2 separate regions of the Arachis hypogaea genome follow, and region 2 is linked to region 1. The links are chromatin contacts, called in public Hi-C maps. All regions are on one chromosome and are shown on one strand. Each heading gives the region's core, a stretch centred on a gene start, on an enhancer-like site or on the middle of the called end of the contact. The rest is flanking DNA. Distances are from core to core; before and after follow the strand shown.

Region 1 (6,971 bases), core at 2,593-5,092:
ATGCTACTATTTTTAGGGGTGGCAAAGCGGGCCGGTCCATTCCAACTCGTCTCGCCCCGCCTAGGCCCGCCTCATAAACGGGACAGACCGGCCCGCCCCGTCAACTAAAATGGATTCAAAATGCTAGCCCGCTCCGCTTTTTGGCGGATTGGCGGGCTAGCCCGCTTGACTCTTTTTTTAAAAAAAAAAATCATTAAAATTAATCAAAAAATAATAATTAAAAAATAAAATACAAATAAAAATATTCAAATTATAATATAATTTTTTTACTATTTTTTTAATTTTTAACTTCAATAAAATTGTTCAAAATAATATTTGTCAATAAAATCATATTTATTTTAAAAAATAAGTCACATAATTTGAGCATATATACGAAATTGTAAAATAAAATAAATAAAGTTAATAATTAAAAGAATAATAAAAACAAAAAATGAAAAAAAAGTGTTTAAAAATTCTATAATTATTAATTTTATAATAGTAACCACTCTTTTATTTAATAAAAAAAAGAAAAATAAAAAGTTTCGGACCAGCCCGCCTCGCCCCGCCAAAACCCGCAAATTTGGCGGTGCGAGTTTGGCGGATTTTTTTAATTTGACGGACTCCAAATCCTAGCCCGACCTGCCTTTTTTAGCGGGTTTAACGGATCGGCCCGGCGGACTCGACCCGTTTTGCCACTCCTATTATTTTTTTTTATCATATTTCTATAAAATAAGTAATTTTAGAACAAAAAATCTAAATAAGAAATAACTTATTTATAAGCTATTTTTAATATAATTATTTATTATTTAAGTTATTTTTTAAAAATAATTTAATTAAATTGTTTATGCAAATTGAACCTAATTGTCATGAAAATATGTGTAATAGTAATAAATGTGAGATTACTCAAAATAACGACTACTTTACAAACATAATTGTGTAACTTGTTGGGGTTATATGAATTTGAAAAATGATAATTTTATTCCATTTTCTATAATGTCATTTTATACAATTTATTTTTTATATTTTATGTATACATGAATTTGTTGGAAAAAAAGTGATATTAAACAAAAAGAAGAAAAGTTATACATTTTTTGTCTTAGAAATTAAAATTATTAAGTTCTTTTAAAAAAATTGACTTAAAAAAGTTTTAAATTTTATAAAATACCTGTTTTTTTTGTCTTAGTTCCTATAGGATCTTTTTTTTGGTTTTGGTGCAATAAAGTTTAGGATAAATTATTGTTTTAGTATTTAATATTTAAGTTAAGTTTTAATTTTGTTTTTAATATTTAAAGTATTATATTTTTTCTAAATGTTCTATTTTATCCCATAGTCAAAATTATTTTTTTCTTTTAAAAATATTATTTTTTCTATCATAATTTTTCTTAAATAGTGACAAAAATTATAATTACAGTAGTTATAGTGGTGATTATAGTAATTTGAGAATACAATTTGCAAAAGAATAAAAAAATCAAGAAAATAATAATAAAGAAAAATAGTATTTTTAGAACAAAATGTTTAATTTTGATCAAAGCATAAAAATAGAATAAAATATAATATCTAGAGACAAAAATAGAATATTTTAAATGTTAAGAATAATTTTTTTTTTGGTGACTGAACATAACACAAAAAAAAAAGATCTAAGAGAAAGAGAAGTGCTCCTCTCTAATAATAATGTCTAAATTATTAGGGGGCAGTAACCACTCTAGATACACCTGCTTGTTTAAAGCAGCAGTCTTAGCCATTAAATCAGCCGCTCAGTTTGTTGTGCGTTGGATGAGAAATAAAGTAGTTGTCCAATTGCACTGGAGCATCTCTTTGATTTTGTCAAGCAGATCAGAGTCATTCCTAATCATGCTGGTTGTGCCTCGCGAAACAAGAAGAAACGCATCAAGATTATCAGTTTCACAGATGACCTCTTTTCACTCGCAATTCCAAGCCATAACAAGGCCTCTCCAAATAGCATGAAGCTCACAACAGAGAACACTAGAAAGAGGTATATTGGCAGAACAACCTTTTATCCAATTTCCCATGCTGTCTCTAATAATACATCCAAAGCCAGCTAATTGCTCATTTTCAAAAACGCTTGCATCGCAGTTCACTTTACAAACATTCATTGGAGGTGGTTCCCAGTTATATTTCAAAGAAAAATGAATAATATATTTTTGGTTGGTAACAACATTAGAGAAATCTCGAGCAGCATGTTTAACCAAGTGAACAATTTTCTTATTATTTAACAAAACGTAAGAAACTAATTTATTTTAAAATTTATTAAATAATTTTGTTTAGTCTAAATTGTTAATTTGCTTCCTAAAATATTAACATAATAGTTAAATCATAGTTGTAAGAACCGAGCGACCAGTTCAGTTTTAGGGTTGGACCGAAAAAAAGTGTGAACCGCTTAAAATCGGACAGTTCATCACAAATCGACCAAAATCGATCAGTTTGATGCAATCCGTGAACCGATCGGTTCTATGGTGCTCCCAACAAATGCAGGTTTTGGGTGCTCCAGCAGCATTTGAATATTGGATCCAATATTAAAAAAATGCATGCAATGAGTATCGAACCCATGTCCACCAAACCAGTGTGTTCATTTGTTAACTTATGTGCTAATTTTTCTATATATTATATACATACACAACTGAATTATTTTATATTTATTTAATTTAATTTTAGTTTTATACTCAATTTTTTTAAATTCTTTAGAATTTATAGAATTATCAAAATAAGTATAAAATATTTTAATATTTACGTTTACATATTAAAATGTTAGTAAAGATATTTATTTTAAATTTTTTAGAGTATTGAGTTAGTAGGTCTTCGAAGATTTCGATTTAGGACTAATTAGTAAGGAAATATAAGCATCACCACAAAATTTCACATGATAAATTAATGGAGGGACGTAATGTGTTCATCGTTTACTATCTTAAAGGACCATTTTTTCAAGGGCTAATTAATCTAAAGTAAAAAATTTTAAGGATGGACCTAATTGTCACTTTATTCAATTTTTTACTATTTTACATTTTTTATTTACGTACAATTGATTTTATTGGTTCAATCAGTGACTCACTGGTTGACTCAATAACTCAATAACCTGACCAGTTCGGTTCTGACAACTATGGGTTAAACGATAATTTGACAACTTAAAATATTAGAAACTTTTCAAGTGCTCCATAGTATTTTTCTAAAGATCAGTATGGCAGGTACAATTATGTTGCAAGTTTTATTTTGTCTTAAAGTGATGCAGGAAATGACCAGTTTATTCTTAGAAAGTGAATGGAAAGGACAATAAGGGGCATCTGCTTTGGGAGACGCAGAGAGAGAAAAAATTTAAATTCATCTATTTTATCCAGAAATTATTTTTCATATGAAAATTTGGTTGGTGTTTTGGGAGATTATGGGGAAGTGGGGTGATTTACCGTGGGATGGGGGTAGCAGCCACCACGCAGGGGGCGTGCTGTCCAAGCAGCCAAGCCACGTGTCATCACCGGAGCACCACGCAGGGGGCGTGGTGAGGCCGCGTGTCGTCGCCCAAGCACCACGCAGGGGGCGTGGTGACTTGGCAGCCATGCAGAAGGCTGACACCACGGGGGGGGGGCGTGGTGGAGGTGGCAGCGCAGATTTCCAAAGCGGTCTTCCATGCAGGAGACAATGTCACTTGGGAAGCAACAAGCAGCAGCTGGGGCTCTATATATAAGGAGGCTCTTCATCATATTGTTTGAGAGTAGAAGGTTGCTGAAGAGAGAGTCTGTAAAAAAATACAAGAGAGATTAGAGATCAAGAAGGAGGAGAAGGAAGGTTGCAGTGAAAAAAATAGGAACATTGGAAAATAGGAGGAAAAAAATTTTTGTCTTTATTTTAAAAGATGGTTCGTAATTACTGTGCTCCGAAAGAACATATTATAAATTATTTGGATCATCCAATTTATGTAAGTTGGTACATTATATCTTTATTGTATTTTAATTTTCTGTTTTTTTATTTAATATAGTAACGTATATATATATTTTTTTTTATTTTGAGATTAATTATATGTTATAAAAAAACTATAATATAATAAACTGTATATTATGTAATGTAATAAAAAATTTATAATAAAATATATATTTTTTACAATAAAATATTAAAATGCTATAGTAAAATAAGTACATGTTCTGTAAATAAACAAAGAAATCTGTGTTGCAAAAAAAGTAGAAAAATTTTCATGCACGAGTAAAAAAAAAATCGCTCATTTATTTTATATCAATTTAAAAATATAATAATAATAATAATAATAATAATAATAATAATAATATACAAATAGTAACAATATAATATGATATAATATATACATATATATTTACGGTTTGCATACTAGTAAATGTATGCATAAATTTTTTAGGTAGTAAAAATTTTGAATTTTTTAACATAAATATGTGTATGTTAATTAATAAATAATATTATGAAAAATTAAAACATAAATATTATAATAAATAAGGAATTAAAATTTTTAAAAAATAAATAAATAAATAGATAAGCTATGTTAAATATTTTAATAAATAAGATATTAAAATAAATATGTCAATATTTATTAATATATTTATAATGATTATTATTTAAATAATGTAACAGATATCTTTGTTGATGCAGCCTAATCGGAATTTGTTGGTGCGTAAACTGGATCCGCCACAGACGTGGAATCCGATAGTGGAGAACTACTTACGCGCCACGGGATTCTACCATGTGTCTAGAATTGGAGTCATAAGAGGATTTCACCCCATGTTAGCGGCTCTGGTTGAAAGGTGGAGGCCTGAAACTCACACCTTCGTATTGCCGATCGATGAGGTTACAGTGACAATAGAGGATGTGGCTCATATATTCGGACTACCCATTGATGGAGAGGCTGTCAGTGGATGGACAGATAGTAGTGGCGAGTTCGTTCAAAGTCAGGGCATAGAGATATTCGGTCGTGAGCCATCAGTCAGTGGTAATGCGAAGTCTTATATAAAGCTTGGATGGGTTCGACGTATTAGAGACGCAGAGCAGTTGGACACTGACGAGTCTATCAGGAGATACGTCAGATGTCATATCTTCTGTTTGTTAGGGTCGACCTTATTCACAGACAAGTCGACTGCATATGCTCATGCAAAATATCTACCGTTGCTTCGTGATTTCGAGCGGATCCATACTTATAGTTGGGGGTCAGCTTGTCTCGCACATCTTTATAGAGCACTATGCCGTGCATCACGATATGATACAAAGGAGATGGATGGCCCTCTAAATCTCTTGTTTGTTTGGGCATGGGAGCGAATGCCGTGTCTTGCTCCCATACCGAGACAAACGCTTCCACCGGCCGAGATACCAGTTGCCATGAGGTAATAAGATTTATTTTAGTTATGTGTTATTTTCATGATGCATATATGACATATGATGAGTTAGTTAATTTTTTTCAATTAACAATGTTTCAGGTGGAGTCATTCGGAACGGACCACAGCGTGGTCATCGAAGACCGTGGAGACATTCAGGCATGATATAGATTACATGCAGGAGGTAAGTAGTTATGGCTCTTCTAATCCGTTTTTTGAACCATTATTATTATTGTTCTAATATACCAATAATACTGTGGCAGTTTGAGTGGCGGCCGTATGACGGGTTGATCGTCCCCGACGACTTGCATCCCCATCTTGAGGTGTGTGACATCGTTGCTCCGTTGTTGTCGTTCGAGTGTGTTGAGTGGCACCCTGCGGACAGAGTGATGCGTCAGTTTGGATATGTACAACCTCCTCCGGGTTTACCAAGGGATATTCCAGTTTGGATATGTAGATCGTGTTTAATGTTTGTTTAATTAACTTATGTAATCAGTTGATGTTTGTTTGTTTAACATATGTAAATCGGGTTTAATGTTTGTTTAATTAACTTATGTAATCAGTTGATGTTTGTTTGTTTAACATATGTAAATCGGGTTTAATGTTTGTTTAATTAACTTGCGTAATTAGTTGATGTTTGTTTTGTTAACTTATGTAATCAGTTAATGACACTGTTAAGCGACGATTTCTATATCAATGGATAGACTTCAATTGAAAAAATACAAACACGTCTAATATCAAAATCATCAACTAACAAAATACAAATAAAAAATACAACCATGACAATATTAAACTACGAAGCACCACCACTCGGTCCAGCACGCTGAGGACACCTACTCCGACTATGACCCTGAGCACCACAGAGACGGCATATCCGAGGACCACGCATATCGCGTGAGTCCATTTCATTCAAGTATCGGGTCAGTTTGGGCCTGCCTTTAGACGTTTGCCTCTGCGCGGGATTAGCGACCAATGTGGGTCCCTCATAAGGGGGCCATGTATCGGGATCACCTAGTGGTGTGAACTCAAACTTATATACTTTACGAACCTCTGTCATCTTGTACACGTCATGCACATACAACTGCCAATCGAGACGCTGGTTAGCACAGCAAGCAATAACATGGCGACATGGTATTCGTTCAACCTGAAAGTGCCCACAATCACACGTCCGTCGTGCAAGATCAACAACTAGCACCTTTCCAGTAGTCATTTCGCGCACCTCAAACACCTCATTTCGTCTATCAAAGCGGTGCACAACTATATTCCCAGCCTGTTGCATACTTGCTTCTATCCGTTGTTGCGCAAATGCAGAGTACGTATATCCAGCACGCTTGCGTTCGTGAGTCTCGGCACTCTTCCGCATAAAAAGTTCATTTAACCTATAATATGTTGCTCGGACCAGCGCCAACACAGGTAGATTACGGGCACCCTTCAAGACTGAGTTAATGCACTCGACAAGGTTCGTTGTCATATGGCCCCATCGATGTCCTTCGTCGAATGCCAATACCCAATGTCTGAGTCCAATGGCATCGCACCACCTGGCATATGCCTCGCCTCGCTCTTCCAACCTCTTATAGTTGATATTGTACTCCTCCACCGTTCTTGAATAACCTATGTTGACAACAAGCTTTTGCAAGTGAGGGACTTTGAATG
Region 2 (6,971 bases), core at 1,739-4,238, 180 kb before region 1:
AGAGTGACTGAAAGATTTCAGGCCAAAAGCTACAGTAAGCCAAGCAGCACCAATGGAGGGATTCTTTGCTGTTGCCAACCCGATGAGACAAACTCCAGGACCAACAAAACCAATGGTCTGCAGTGAGAGTGCAGAATAAATATCATCATTAAAACTAATATCCAGTGAGAAAAGGCTAAACCCAAACTATGATATGAATAGAATAGAGTAAAAGCCTTAAAAATATCCAGGACAAATATTTGACTAGTTATTCTCAATTCTCCTGAACTAGAATATCACAACTGCCAAAGACAAAAAAAAAAAATAAAAAAATTTATAGATTAAGAAAATAAGAGATGTATTGAAAGAACTTGAGTTAAGGACCAACCTAGCAAGATATTTTATGCATAAGTATCAAATAATCATTCAAAATGGTTACTTGGTTCAATAAGTGAATGTGATGTACCTGCATAATTTTACGAGTCAAAGTGACACTTGTGCCACTTTGTATCATCATATCGGACAACAAGCCAGACATGTAATTCATGATAGCCATCACAGCCCATGGAACAGCACTGAACCATGCTGCATGCCTGAGATCCACGTGATATACCTATGATGAGAAATTATTTAGACATGGAACATGAAGTTTTGATTTCTAAATCTTTATTGCTTGACCTTTGACAATCATAAAGTATAAAACAGGATAAGTCTTACCGAGTTGAAGTATATGGGCATCCAAGAAAGAACAATAAAAAACCCCTGTGAAATAGAGGAGGGGAAGTTAAGGAAATGACAACAAACAATAAATAAATAAATAAATAAACAAATAACAAAGTTTGCATGGAAAAAATCATCAAAATAATGAATGAGAGAATAAACATGATGTTGAGGAAAGGGGTCAATATCCATATTTCGGGACTATCTCTTATATTTCTCTATTGGGGAATAACAAAAGATGAGGATTACTTCATGCATTATAAGAGTCTCTAGCTGGGAAATAACAAATGGTAATGTTGCTATCAAATATGAAAATTTATCAACTATTAAGAATGCCTGCAATTATAAAATAATCAGGTACAATAAATATCAAGCATTACCCAGCTATGCATGGAATTTGCAACAATTAGAGACCATGTTGGCATCTTAGAAAACAAGCGCCTGAAAGGAGGGATCACTTTAACTTTCCTGGTTTTTGCTGTCTCAACGGCAACAGAATTTTGCCTTTTATTCAATATATACTCCAATTCATATTGTGATATCTGAGGACTTTGGTCAGGAGTGCTGGACGTTGCAGATAACCATACCAAGACCCAAAGAAACCCAGACAAGCCAAAAATCACAAATGGACCAAATATACCACCTTGTGACATAAGGATTGGAGAAAGTGAGAGCCCTAATGCGCATCCAAGCTGAAACCCAGCCATTGAAATTCCAACAGCCCTTGCGCGTTCAGTTTGAGGAAACCATCTAACAGGGAAGAACAAAACTCAGTCATGATCAAGCCTCTCTTGCTCCAGCAACATCAGAAAATCATCACAAATTGACAAATCAAAGGCCATGTATTAAACTCATAAGTCATAACCTTATAGCCGTATTCTAGTTATCATATATACAATCATCATGAAGTGACAACCAAGTCATGTCATGAGAAAAACTAATCATAACTATAAAATGTGATATTCTTGGTGCCATCTGAAAATGAATACTTGCACAAATCAAACCCATGTCACTGTTCAATACCTGGCCACCATGTTATTCATGGAAGGAAGAGCAACTCCTTCAGCTATGCCGAGCAAAGCACGAACAGCAAGCAGTGCCAAAAGCGAGTTCTCCGCAGCAAAGGGAGTAAGAAAAGTTGCCAGCGACCACAGTGCCACTCCCCAAGCCATGACCACCTTGCCGCCATAGTGATCAACCAACATACCTCCAGCTATAGGTGAAGCGAAATAACCCCAGAGAAAAGACGACTGATATGCACACCCATCAAACATCAATTAAAAAAACCTCCAAATTTCTCCTCAGAATATTAATCAGCATAGTGAGTTCTTCAAACACTTTGAAGAAGCATCAATCAAGAACCAGAAAAATGTTAGTTTGACTTAAGTTATCAAATCAAAATGACAAAAACATCTTTTTTATTAGTTTATTTTATTTTTCGGCTTTCCTAAAATTCTGATGAAACTGTTCTGAACTTAGTATCCAATAATGTAAGTCTAGTTGACTCAGACTAATCTGCTTTTGAGCCAAGTAAACTTACCAGATACTACTCAACATGCTTCTAACAATTTTGAACTGATTAACTTCTCTTGAATCTTGGATGCAAAATTATGCTAATTCAAACTAAAAATAGATAACTCGGATGCAATTCTTCAAACATGTGGTGTGCATGTGTGGGAAAGAGATACCTGAACGACACCGGCAAAAGCGCGGCTCCAGCCATTGGCGAGGGACAACGGCACGATGGCGACTGACATGACGACGCGATCGGCGTTACACAGAGCAAGAGCGAGAGCAAGCATCGCCACCACTTTCACCCTCTCCGAAGTGATGAACTCTGTAAAACTCGGTTCCAGTTGCTGCTGCTGCTGCTGTCGTTTCTGGTTGTACGGTTCGTTCTTGTCGGGAATGGAGTTGAAGTGAGCGTCGTTTGAAGAAACCCGAACTCGAAGGCGTTGTTGAACGGAGCGAAGAGGACGAAGAGAAGAAGGGGAGGCATTGAGCCAGTGAATTTGCGAAGAGAGGAGGTAGAGCTGATCGGAGGTTCTGGTACGGTGGTTCTTTTGCGGCGAAGGAATGGCTTTTAAGGCGGCTGCTCCTCCGAGAGCGGGGGCGAAGAAAAGGGACATGACGCCGGAGGAGGAAGAAGAAGAGTTCCGACAGTGACTGACTATCTGACGGGGCGGGTTTGTTGAATGCTGACTACGAAATTACGGCAATGACCTTGGTTCTTGCTGATTGTGAGTGTAGCTTGAATGTGCGTAGACCGTAGACGTAAAGCAAGGATCTAAAAATCGAACCGGTGATTCAATCGTTTTAATTATTGGTTTATTAATTTATTAATCTAATTATACTTTAATTAAAAAATTATTTTAGTCACTAAAAAAATAAAAAAATTATTTTATAATAAAATAATAAATAAATTATTAATAAATATTTTAAAATATAATTATAGTCAAATAGTAATATAAATTTTAAAATATCTTTTAAATTTAAAATATTATATCAACTAAAATTTAATATAATTTTTTTTATTTCATTAATTATTAACAATTGATCACTTATTAGTTAATATATCACTATTAAACTCATTAAGATGATTAGAAGAAATAAAAAAATTATTAAATTAATGAAATCAATCATAAATATTCGATCATTTACAAATAAAAGGTTATACTTCAACATAATTTTAACAAAAAATTAACAATATTTTCAGCCCCTAGTATATTGATCACAATTTTAATAAGATTTTAGCATAATTTTAACAAAAAATTAACAAATTTTTCAGAAACTAATAAAGATTATCAAGATTTCAGATTTTTAGATTTTAAATAACAAGAACAATTGAAACTTTAAAATACACTAAGGTTCAAATAAAAAATATGAATATTAGAATCAAATTAATCAATTAATAGAACCACAACATATTAAAATCAATATTCAAGATCATCCACAATCCTAAACTACAGTAATGACTAATGATAATAATAATAAAACACAAATTAACTAACCAATTAAAACAAGTAAATAACAATTACTGTTAAAAAATACCTTCTACAGAGAGCAGGCAGAGCACAGAGAGGAACAAAGAACACGACGGAAGGGCTGACGAGGCTAAAGGCATGGAGCGCAGCGGGACAGTAGCTGCGTGATGGAGGAACGAGGCGAGACCAATTGTAGCGGTGATGGTGGCTTCAAAGTTAAAACAATGGTGGAGACACTAGCTTCGAGCAGGGCGGTGGCTTCAACGGCGGCGGTGGCTGGACAGAGCAAGTGTGGGAGTGAGGAAAGAGCTCAAGTTTGAGAGGAAGGAGAAGGAGTGACTGCGTGAGAGAGTGCTTCGCAGAATCACAGCTTAGCTTAGGGTTTCTCATTCTCTGAACAAAATGGCGCCATTTGGTGCAAAGTTTTGAAAACCGGCTAGGTCTCGGTTCGATTCTATCGGATGGTTTTTGGCTGATTCAACGATTCAATCATAGTTTTGAAATCCAACAGTTATGCCTTCTGACTAATCTGTCTTTTTCATCAATTCACAGCTCGATCAATTGGTTCAAACTAGTTTTCAGAACCTTGATGTAAACTTCTTTGTAGGTGGTTAAGTTGTTAGAAAATTTCTTTTATTTTTTTAGCATGTTTGATAAAATTTTAAAAAGAGTAAACTATCATTTTTACCCATGAAAGTTGAAAACGATGATATATCTATCCATAGAAGAAAGAAATTACCATTTGTACCCATGAAATATAATTTTTGCACAACAAAATTATCCAAACACTAAAGAATCACAAAAAATCTCTAAATTACTCTTATTTTTACCACCACTTTTCTAATCTCAAATCCCACCACTACCCAAACTCTTCTTCACCGCCACTCTCATCCCCGACTACCACCATCACTGCCGCCATACAAAATCCGCAAGCTTTCTGGACCGGTTAGCTCAAAACGACGCTACGACCGAGAGGTGCGGCTTTCCCGCCGCCACCGCCTAACCTCAACAGGCGCTGCCATCTCCGGAGGCAAGCCTTTGTGATTTTGAACTCCAGATATTCTACAAGTGTACCATAGTATGAATTTGTGCTGCATCATAGAAATTAGAAATTCATTCAGGAATGCAAACTAAAGTAAATAGATCAATAAAAATGTGAAATTGGATCAGTAGAGCAAGATAGAGGAAGCTTGAGTGGGTGAAGAATAGCATAGCATTGTTGGTGGTGTCTAATTCCTTCTTCTCCATTCCCAAATTCAAAACCCTAGCTTTAACTATTGTCGTTAGTTTCTTACCCTATCCGCTACTTCGCTATTGCACTCATATCCCCAAATTTTCCACTCTACAACTACCAACCCAAAATTTTAGCAGAATTTTATTCTGATTCCAACAATACCCTAGTCCTGAGCAATATCAACAAACACCATGAACATGGAAGGATTATCGCTAATCTGCGGCCCCTAGGCACTGTCGAGGAGGATGATCAAGGCAACCGCATAGACTACATCAAAGACGAATGCTGCCTCGATATTAATTTCAACCATTTTCCATTTTTGTTCTCTAAATTCAATACGGTGAAGCTTGTTCAATCGCTTCTTGGACGGCCTCGGTCTGTCTTCAAACTCAGAATTTTCGGCGTAGGTTGGACCAAGCTGAGGCGTGCTATAAAAGAGTCGGTTATGGGCATCATTGGAGGAGTTTCACGCGGCGGAGTAATCAAATTTTCGACAAGAAACGTAGGGAGATACAGAGTAAGGGAAGACTAGAGGCAGTAGGTTAGCATCATTATTTCTGGAACGTTCGTCGGAGTAAGAGGAAAAATTAGAGATAGGTTATATTAGAGGATAATCTGAAAATTTCAAATAAATTTTTTGGATTGGATAGTTTTGTTAGCAAAAGTTCATGTTTCATGAGTACAAATGGTAATTTCCTTTTTTTATGGGTAGATATATCAACATTTTTAACTTTCGTAGGTAAAAATAGTAGTTTACTCTTTTAAAAATAAAGATAAAACTATTAAAAATAAAAAATATATTTTTTAAAATTATAATTTATATTTTGTATAAAAAAATTATTTTATTTAAAAACTATTTTTAATATAATAAATAAATATTTTTATATTATTATACCTAATATAATTATTAAATAAAAAATATTTTTACATGAAATATTTATATATAAAATTATTTTTATTTTATAAAAATCTTTTAAAAGACTTTTTAAAAAAGAACACTTAAATAAGTCCATAAAACCCATTAAAAGAATCTAAACGCCTCAGGCCCTCAAGCAAGGGATCATGATTCATGAGTTAAGAAAGTGAATTGTATTTTTTCTTTGTATAAGAATTTTCTTTTGTCTAACAGGTCAGTGATATCTAGCACGTTACGTGTCACTTGACATGTAAAAAAGTTATTTATAATCAAAATAAATCCCTAAAAGTCCAGACATAAGTTATTTCATTTCTAAAATTTTAAAAATTAATTAAATTAGTCTTTATATAAATTTCTTTTATTTTTTCTTCATAATATTAAATTTAAAATATTTTTTGATAGTAATAATTTTAATATTATTTTTTAGATCTTAATAAACAAATTTTTTTACATAAAATAATAAAAATAATTAAATTATTATAAAATTATTTTGTCATTTGTATTTTAAAATTTTACATTTTTAAATTATAATTTTTTATAGCGAAATTTTTTATTTAAATGAGTTTATCAAATTATTGTTAATTATATATTTAAAATTTAATATTTAAAATCTCACTAAATAATATAGTAGTTATTTTAAAATTTAAATCTTTTAAATTTTTTAAAATTATAATTTTTATTGTTGTTTAATTTATATGGTAGAACTCAATAATTGAAAAATCGATTTGTAGGATCACTTGTTATATCTTAATATTTTTTAACTATTGAGTTCTACTATATAAATTAAACAATAATAAAAACTATAATTTTAAAAAAGATTTATGAATAGGTGAAAAAAAAAGGAGATGATGAAGAAGAAAAAAGAAGAAGAAGAAGAGGATAGAGAATTGTGCAGACTTTTGTTAGGATTTGGTTGAATTAGTCCCACATTGCTTAGAATAGCAAATGGAGTGGGTGGCCTAGGCTATAAATATGAGGCTAAGTTCTCCATTTATTTTTGCACCAGTCAGAAACACTTTAAGCTTGTATCTGATTTTTCTTTTCCTCTGTACTCTTTGATTAGAGAGTGTTGTGAGGTGTAATTAGATATTTGCTTTGAGAGAGTGTGGGTGTATTGGGGTGCTGGTGAGAGAAAGAA

What was found. Hi-C and Micro-C count contacts between places; a contact is called where the count stands out from the background.
Region 2: a contact with region 1 is called in a Hi-C map of an unstated tissue, with 4 times the contacts expected there. The contact joins the promoter of LOC112702851 here to the promoter of LOC140174329 in region 1. A contact is called at or near these places in 2 of 8 Hi-C or Micro-C datasets (leaf and an unstated tissue).

The regions. Positions count from the first base shown.
Region 1 is chr7:25,935,951-25,942,921 of arahy.Tifrunner.gnm2.J5K5, reverse strand. LOC140174329 (serine/threonine-protein phosphatase 7 long form homolog) reads left to right here and starts at 3,842. Exons shown (of 5, transcript XM_072198765.1): 1 at 3,842-3,904; 2 at 4,585-5,327; 3 at 5,421-5,502; 4 at 5,582-5,761; 5 at 5,981-6,022. The coding sequence starts at 3,842. The coding sequence ends at 6,022. LOC112701308 reads right to left here. Exons shown (of 2, transcript XM_025752084.1): 2 at 6,112-6,971. The coding sequence ends at 6,112.
Region 2 is chr7:26,112,210-26,119,180 of arahy.Tifrunner.gnm2.J5K5, reverse strand. It overlaps LOC112702851 (probable anion transporter 4, chloroplastic), which reads right to left and starts at 2,988. Exons shown (of 9, transcript XM_025754048.3): 1 at 2,388-2,988; 2 at 1,723-1,949; 3 at 1,080-1,449; 4 at 697-741; 5 at 446-592; 6 at 1-117. The coding sequence starts at 2,828.